Linked DNA regions of Mus musculus: region 2 is linked to region 1. The links are chromatin contacts, called in public promoter capture Hi-C maps. All regions are on one chromosome and are shown on one strand. Each heading gives the region's core, a stretch centred on a gene start, on an enhancer-like site or on the middle of the called end of the contact. The rest is flanking DNA. Distances are from core to core; before and after follow the strand shown. Region 1 holds the start of Vsx2 (visual system homeobox 2). Region 2 holds the start of Syndig1l (synapse differentiation inducing 1 like).

Region 1 (3,748 bases), core at 75-2,574:
ATAAAGTGATCTCCAGTTCTGGGAGGGCAACAAGGAGCTAAACTGAAGGTCTAGAATGTGTATGGGACACATGTTCTCCTTGGCTCCTGACACTTAGACCACACTCCAGTCTGAGATATGAAGCAAGGATATTTGAAACACCAGTCCCCACGCCTCCAACTCCAGGTGACTCTCCCAGCCCGCCTGAGCAGGATGCTTCTCACCACACTTCAGCTGTCCCCACTGAGTGCCCTTCTGAAGCCTCTGGAGAAGCAGGCAGTCAAGGGCCCCCAGCAGCTGGGAAAAGCGGCTCCTTTTTAGTTACTCCCCGCTCCCTTCTTCTGCATGGGGCGATCACAGCTTCACACCCTGCCTCTCTGGTTTACTGCAGAACCTCAGGCTTTTGGCTCGAAGCTGCGAGGTACTTGATCCTTACTGACTGTTGGACAGAATAAATACAATCTTCGAGGGAAGCACTCCACGCTCATTCTCTGAGGACGTTTAGAAAGACAGCTGGATAGTCAAGTCGGCCCCCAAATGAAATCCCAGCCCTCGGGAGGACAGTACAGGAGAATGTTGAGTTTGAGAACAACCCAGACCATATAGAGGTCCTGTCTTAAACCACAAGGAAAAAAGAGGTGGCGTGGTGGGGGCGGGGTGGTGGTGGTGGAGTAAGGAGGACTGGATAAGGATAGGAGGGGAGGAAGGCCCCATATTTGTTGTCAACGAAAACCCTCTCTGTTTCTCTTTCCCACGAGGGCTCGATCCTAACCCTGATCCCTTTAACGTGGGCCAGTATTTATTGAACAGCTCTTCTGAAATGAACATAATGTCCCGTGCTGGGGAGATAACTCTACCCACACATCTCCCTCTGCACAGCTAAGCACCTTTCTGTATTCTCATGCCCAGCGCTCGGTCCAGGGCCCTCCAGCCTTCCTTGTCCCGTGTCTGAGTCTATTTGAGGCTGCTTAGTTAAGGGAGGGGGAGAGGTCTCCTAGCCTTTGCGTTCAGACCATCCCCACACCCCCAACCCTACCCCAGGGATCTGTCGCAGCTAACCTAGGCACTGGTCCCAGCCAGGTTATACAGCTCAAAACCGCTATCCACGGTATCTCCTGGAATAACCCCAAACCTGGCTGTTTCACCTCTGTCCCTGCAAGGGCACCCTGCAGAGCCCACCACACTTGGGCCTGCTGCGCCCTGGCCCCTCGATACCGGTGGCGGCGGGAGCTGCCAGCTTTTTGGAATTCCTAATCGCTCCTGGCCCTGGTGATTGGCTGTTCAGCTCTGACCCCACTTGGGCTGCCGCCTGGTTGGATAAAAAGGGAATCTCCTTGGGGCTCCAGAGCATTAGACACCGGAGGGGGCACCTGGGACCAACTTCACGAAGCGGGGAGCCCGGCGGGGGGGCTTGGGGGAGCAAAAGACCCGCGGCCTCAGCCCCTCCAAAGAACCGGGAGATGACGGGGAAAGCGGGGGAAGCGCTGAGCAAGCCCAAATCCGAGACAGTGGCCAAGAGTACCTCGGGGGGCGCCCCGGCCAGGTGCACAGGGTTCGGCATCCAGGAGATCCTAGGCTTGAACAAGGAGCCTCCCAGCTCCCACCCGCGGGCTGCCCTCGACGGCCTGGCCCCTGGGCATTTGTTAGCTGCGCGCTCCGTTCTCAGCCCGGCAGGAGTGGGCAGCATGGGGCTGCTGGGGCCCGGGGGACTTCCCGGCTTCTACACACAGCCCACCTTCTTGGAAGTGCTGTCCGATCCGCAGAGCGTCCACTTGCAGCCACTAGGCAGAGCGTCGGGGCCGCTGGACACCAGCCAGACGGCCAGCTCCGGTAGGTGAGGGGCGAGGCTGCTCGCCTGCTACACTGCTTGGGAAAGTCACAGTCGGGAGCTGTAGGATCTCGCCTGAGAGCCCCCGACCTCCCCCGGGAGGAAAAGTTCCTGCAGGACAAGGGGTCTCATGCTAGGCCTAAAGTCAACGGGTCCCCGACTAGCGACCCAAACTCCAAGGGTTTTCAGATTCATCTTGTCCGACCCCTGCTCAGTTCTTGGGACCTAGTGTCAGTCCATGCTCTATCGAATATCTGGGTTGGGGCCCCAGTGGATGTTGGCTCCGGGTAGCTGAATCCTTGGCGCATCCTTTTCCTTGGGCCCTAGCTTCACTGCTCCACCGAGGTTCGGGCCTTGGGCAGGACCTGCGCTTCTGAAGCCCGATGCTGTTCCTACTTGTCCCTGTGTCCAAAGTTGCCCCCCTCCCGGTTCCTCCCAGTTTCTGTATTGCTGTACCAAACCCCTACCTATATTGCTTAGCTAAGGTTCGATTTCCTCCCGCTACGAACTGGGAAAATCAAGCCACCATGGTACCCAGAGGGCAGCCATCAGATCTAACCTAAGCGGCACCGGTGTACCGGATCCCGATTTTTATCTGGCTCGAGGACCCTGGATGAGCCTCCTTTCGCCCCGTCAGGGCCACTTCCCTGGCGGTGTGCTCTAGCTCGCCGGTTCTCAGTATTTCCCCAGATTTTTCCTGCCATGATAATGTATTAAATGAAGCAGGACAATGAAAAGTGGTTCATCGCAGGCTCTCTGAACTCGAACAGAAAAACATTTTTGTGGGTGCCCCAAAAGAGACAGCGAACCCGCAGTCTCCAGTCCTTTCCGGAACCCCAGCTCCCGTGCAACAGCCCTGTAATCCTTGGGTCAACTTTTGGATCTGGGAGTTGGAGCTGTTGGCGGAGGGGAAGATCTCGAAGCTTGGAGCACCGCCGGGGGTACCAGCAACGCCGTGCCTGCCTCATTCTCACACGTCCCTGCGTGCAGGCGCACCCCGGCCTTGGCCTCTCTTGCAACGAAATTTATCCAAAATCTGTGGTTTCAAGAGCCGACCTGGAGAAGGTCAGCCTGGGCGTAGGGATGGGGATGGTGACCGGGACCCAGGAGGGCTTCAGTGGAGACCACAGGCCCGCGCGGCTCACAGAGGCTGCAGAAGGTGGGGTCCTCATCGGGTTTTTTTTTTTTTTTTCTTCTTCTTCTTCTTCCCCCGGCGCTGCGGAGCGCACTCCCCATTCCGCTCCCTGCTCGCTTTTCAGATTCCGAAGATGTTTCCTCCAGTGACCGAAAAATGTCCAAATCGGCTTTAAACCAGACCAAGAAGCGTAAGAAGCGGCGACACAGGTAAGGGCCGCACAGTCCTTTCCTGCTCCCATCCCCAGCCATCTCGTCCCGGGCCGGGTGACCCAGATGTCGTTTTCTGCCGATCCCAGATGTGAGGGCCCCGGCTGCACCAGGGCAAAGACACCTGCGTTGTATGCAGGAGTCTGTCCCGGGGCCCTGGCATCCGGTGAGGGTGACTGAGTGTCAGCAAGAGCTGCCGCACCATTTCAGCTTTCTCCTTGTGCTGGAGTCAGGAAAGGCCAGGCTGGGGCCAGATCTGAGCTGGAGAGGCGTCGGCGACCCTAGATCTCTGTACCGACCAAGTTACTCAGAACCTGTAGAAAGCAGATAGGCTCCCAGCTCTGGCCGGAGTCAGATCCATGCCCCTAACCGTGGGAGCCCGGTCCTCTTACACTCCCCGAGGCTTGTCATTTCTCCAGGATTGTGTTCGGATCGTTTTCCCCCAAACTTCAGTGACAGCTGCAGGGCTGGACCTTTGCTTTCGGCCTCTGCTCGGCTGTGTTCCTGAGCCGGTCGCTATCCTCCCGTAAGCCTCAGTTTTCTAGTCTGAAAGACGGGGATGACAGTGGACTGTCTCGATTCACCAGCGGAGACCTC
Region 2 (3,610 bases), core at 66-2,565, 130 kb after region 1:
AGAGATGAGGAGACTGGGCTTAATAAGCTTGGACAACTAATGCCAGGAATTAGAAGCTGCCAACCAGAGCCTTTTGACCTCCAAGGGTGCGGAATTGAGCTGGGTGGGAGGGTGCCGAGGAGCCAGTCTGAAGACCGTGGTCAACCACAGCAGTGAACTAGTCTACCTCTACGCAGTTTTATTTCCATGGGTCTGTTCTGCCACTCACAGAACTCTGGGCTGAAGAACTGGAAGCACTTTGCAGGCCTGAATGAGCTCATGCTACATACTCTTGCCAGAGAGAGAGAGAGAGAGAGAGAGAGAGAGAGAGAGAGAGAGAGAGAGAGAGAGAGAACCAAATGGAAGCTCTGTCGGGGTCATCAGCACTCAGGCATATAATAGAAAACCAGATCCGGGTCCACTACGTTGTCTTCCCAAACCAAGCAGTGTGATGCAAGCCCAGCCCCTTTTCAAGAGGAAGAGAGTCACGGAAAAAGCTGAGGAACCTGTCACCTTTTCCTTTCCCCCAAAGAAATGTATTAACCAGTCCTGAGGAGATAGACAACCCCTGCCCCCATTTCCCTGTCCCAAGGGCTATTCCAGGGCAAAGAAACCCAAGAGCAAAGAGATCACAGCTTCTCCAGTCACTCTAGTGACCAGGCTTGGATGGGAAGGAATAGCTGAGTGAAATCCACTCAGATTTGACCAATGTCATGGAATCTTAGTGGAGACTGATACTAGGGAGTCTGGGAGACTCACATCAATGTTCCTGTAATCAGTAGGCAAGGTGTCTCAGAGCTGTCTCAGGTCAGGGCCAAGACCTGGAGGTACAGGGTCAAGGTGCCCAGGTACCTATCACAGTCTGGATGCCTCAAGTCTCTCCTAGAGTCACCCAACAAGGAGGTGAAGAGTGGGGCTGGACCTGGCCAGAGCTCTGAAGGAGTGCGAGGACCTGTAGGGGTTGGAGCTTCAGCACTGCTAGGCTCCCCCAGCATTCCCCAGCTCTCTCGGTGCCTAGCTCTGCGCTCCCGCTGCGCCCCCAGACGGCTCCTTACCTGTCGCTCTGCGGACCGTCCCGCCTCCTCGCGGGGCTCGGGGACCGGGCATGGGCCGGCGAGCAACGGCGTCCCCGCCTCGCGGCCGCGGTGAAGCTTCCAGGAGAGCTCCCTGCTCCCGGCCCGCGTCCCTGCCGCTGTCGCCGCCGCTGCTTCAGAACCGTGGACAGCTCCCGCTCGCCCGCCGCCGCCCCGCGCGCCCTACACGGTCCCGGGAGCCCCGCATCCCGGCTCCGCCGCGCTCAGCTCTCAGCCCGGCCCGAGGCGGCTCCGCGCCGACTTGGGGGAGCGGCGAGGAGGGTCCCCGCCTCCCGCCGCCACCGCCTGCCTCTCGCCTCCGTGCTCCCTTCCACGCTCCAGAACCAGCCCACCAGGCACTCCGGACCCAGCTCCCGGGAGGGGAGGGGCGGGGCGGGGCGGGGCGGGAAGTCGGGGAGCCCGGAGGAGGCGGCGGCGGCGCGAGGGGCGCGCAGCTGGAACCGGCTTTTCTGCTTCCTGGAGCCAAACCCTCTTCTCCAGCTTTTCTCCCCTGCCTCCTCTCGCGCACCCCAGAAGCGATGCGCGCGCGACCCTTGAGCTTCTTAGAGTATTTTTGAGCTCTGAGGCTCCCAAGCTCTGAGTTCAAATTATTGATCAGCCCTACAAAGAGAAACAAACAAACAAAAATATTTATTGAATGCCTACTAAATAAACCACGCCAGGTTATTTATTTATTTAGCCAGAGTGATCTCATTTAATTATCTTAACAATCTACTAGGTACCCTCTGTCTCCCAAACATGGATGAGTTGTGCTGAGGTCAACACAGCTTAAATATCGGGATTTGGAGACTTCAGTTCTGTTGGGAAGTATATAGGTTCTATAGCCCATGAGTTTTGGTGATAGTTTGTTCCAAACACTGTGTGACCCAGAGGAAGTTACAAAACCTGTCAAATTCTCCAGACGGAATCCATCAATGAGGGGGTCATATAAGGACATATATGTGACACATTGGCATCCAATAGGCTCAGTGGGTGAGCCATCTCTGTCATTCTCCCATGAGGAGGCCTGAAATCTAATCTGACTGTAGGGTTCTGGCGGCTCTGTGTTCCCAACTATGCGGCTCTTTTTTTTCTTCTTCTTGAGCTCCCATAGATTTTTATTTTTTTAGATTTATTCATTATGGGTGGTTATGAGCCACCATGTTATTGCTGGGATTTGAACTCAGGATCTTCAGAAGAACAGTCAGTGCTCTTACCTGCTGAGCCATCTTGCTAGCCCTTTAATTTAATTTAATTTAATTTAACTTAATTTAATTTAAATTTTTGTCATTTGTTTTGTTTTGTTTTGTTTTTTGTCTTTTTAAGCATGGTGAGAGATTAGCCCTACCGCGAGTGTTGTGAATGGATGGATACCAGCATTGTTCATGCCTTCCCCTCTACCCATGACAAGGTCTTGAGATTCATCATGGTACCCAGAGGACAGGAAAAAAGGCATATTCTCATTAAAGGAAGGTAAATAGCGATGGGCAAAGGGAACTCCAGAGCACGCTGAAGCTGAGGCAGCTGTAGAATCCTGGGAACAAAACTCTGCAGTGACCCCTCCCTTCTCCCATGTCGGGATGCCAACCTACACTGAATGGGAGGGAGCTCTTGTGGGCGCAGAACATCTAAAGCAGTTCCCTTTAGCTCCCAGCCTGCAGAGGAAGGGCCACGGTCTGGTCTCTTTGGGTTTCTCCTTCAAACCCGGCAGAGAGCTTCCTTGGCCTAGGGTTGGTCACGGGTCTTTTCCTGGCTCTGTCCACTAGAGTTATACTAGGAAGGCTCCTGCCCCACATGCATGTAAGTAAACCCCTTCCTAAAAGCATCATCTCTTGTGTTACTTAGCTCACTTTTAGTCTCCCTGCCATAGGCACATAAGGCCCTTGCTTGTCTTTGGCCTCCCCCTGCTTGCCCCTTCCCCACCCTGGTTTTTGTCAATGCCTGGGCTGCTTACTAAATTACTAATTAAAAGGATAATCATAATAATATTAATAAAATAATAATAATAAGCCAGTGAAGCAAAAGCTGAATAGGAATTTCAAATACTAATGTTGATAATTAAGTGCTGCTGTCTGGAGGGAAGGCTCCAAGAGAGACCTATAGTTGGTGGTGTGTCACCGAGCCATGGCCTGGGTGCCAGGGAACCTTAGGTGCTGGTCTTCCTTTGTCACTGACTGTGCAACTTCTGGCAGTTGCCTAATCTTCCTGGGCCTTTGCTCCTTTAGGATTGTAAACCCTTCTGTAGCTTTGAAGTAGGAAAATAAGCATTGTGTAATGGGGAATGGGGAACAGTGGCTAATGCAGCAATAAGAACTTCCAGGGAAATTACCTTTTACTGCCTGCAAGGGATAGGTGGGACTGAGTCTGTACCTCTCTCTGTATGTCTCCAGTGGGTTTTTTCTATATCCCTCTGTCCTTTCTCCATCATGCAGTGTGAGGAAATTTAGCACCGGGAATGTAAAGAAAAGCCCAAGTCTAGATCTTTGAAGGATTTACACTGGAGGGTTTTTAGAAAGTTAGACATGTTGGCCAGTAATTCGACACATGGAGAGAAGTTT

What was found. Promoter capture Hi-C pulls out the DNA fragments that hold promoters and counts their contacts.
Region 2: a contact with region 1 is called in a promoter capture Hi-C map of stem cell-derived epiblast-like cells, with 2.3 times the contacts expected there. The contact joins the promoter of Syndig1l here to the promoter of Vsx2 in region 1. A contact is called at or near these places in 2 of 39 promoter capture datasets (macrophages and stem cell-derived epiblast-like cells) and 1 of 484 Hi-C or Micro-C datasets (cerebral cortex).

Annotation. Positions count from the first base shown.
Region 1 is chr12:84,568,504-84,572,251 of GRCm38.p6, forward strand. It overlaps Vsx2 (visual system homeobox 2), which reads left to right and starts at 1,325. Exons shown (of 5, transcript NM_007701.3): 1 at 1,325-1,809; 2 at 3,067-3,151. The coding sequence starts at 1,440.
Region 2 is chr12:84,697,492-84,701,101 of GRCm38.p6, forward strand. Syndig1l (synapse differentiation inducing 1 like) reads right to left here and starts at 1,316. Exons shown (of 4, transcript NM_001033334.2): 1 at 1,035-1,316.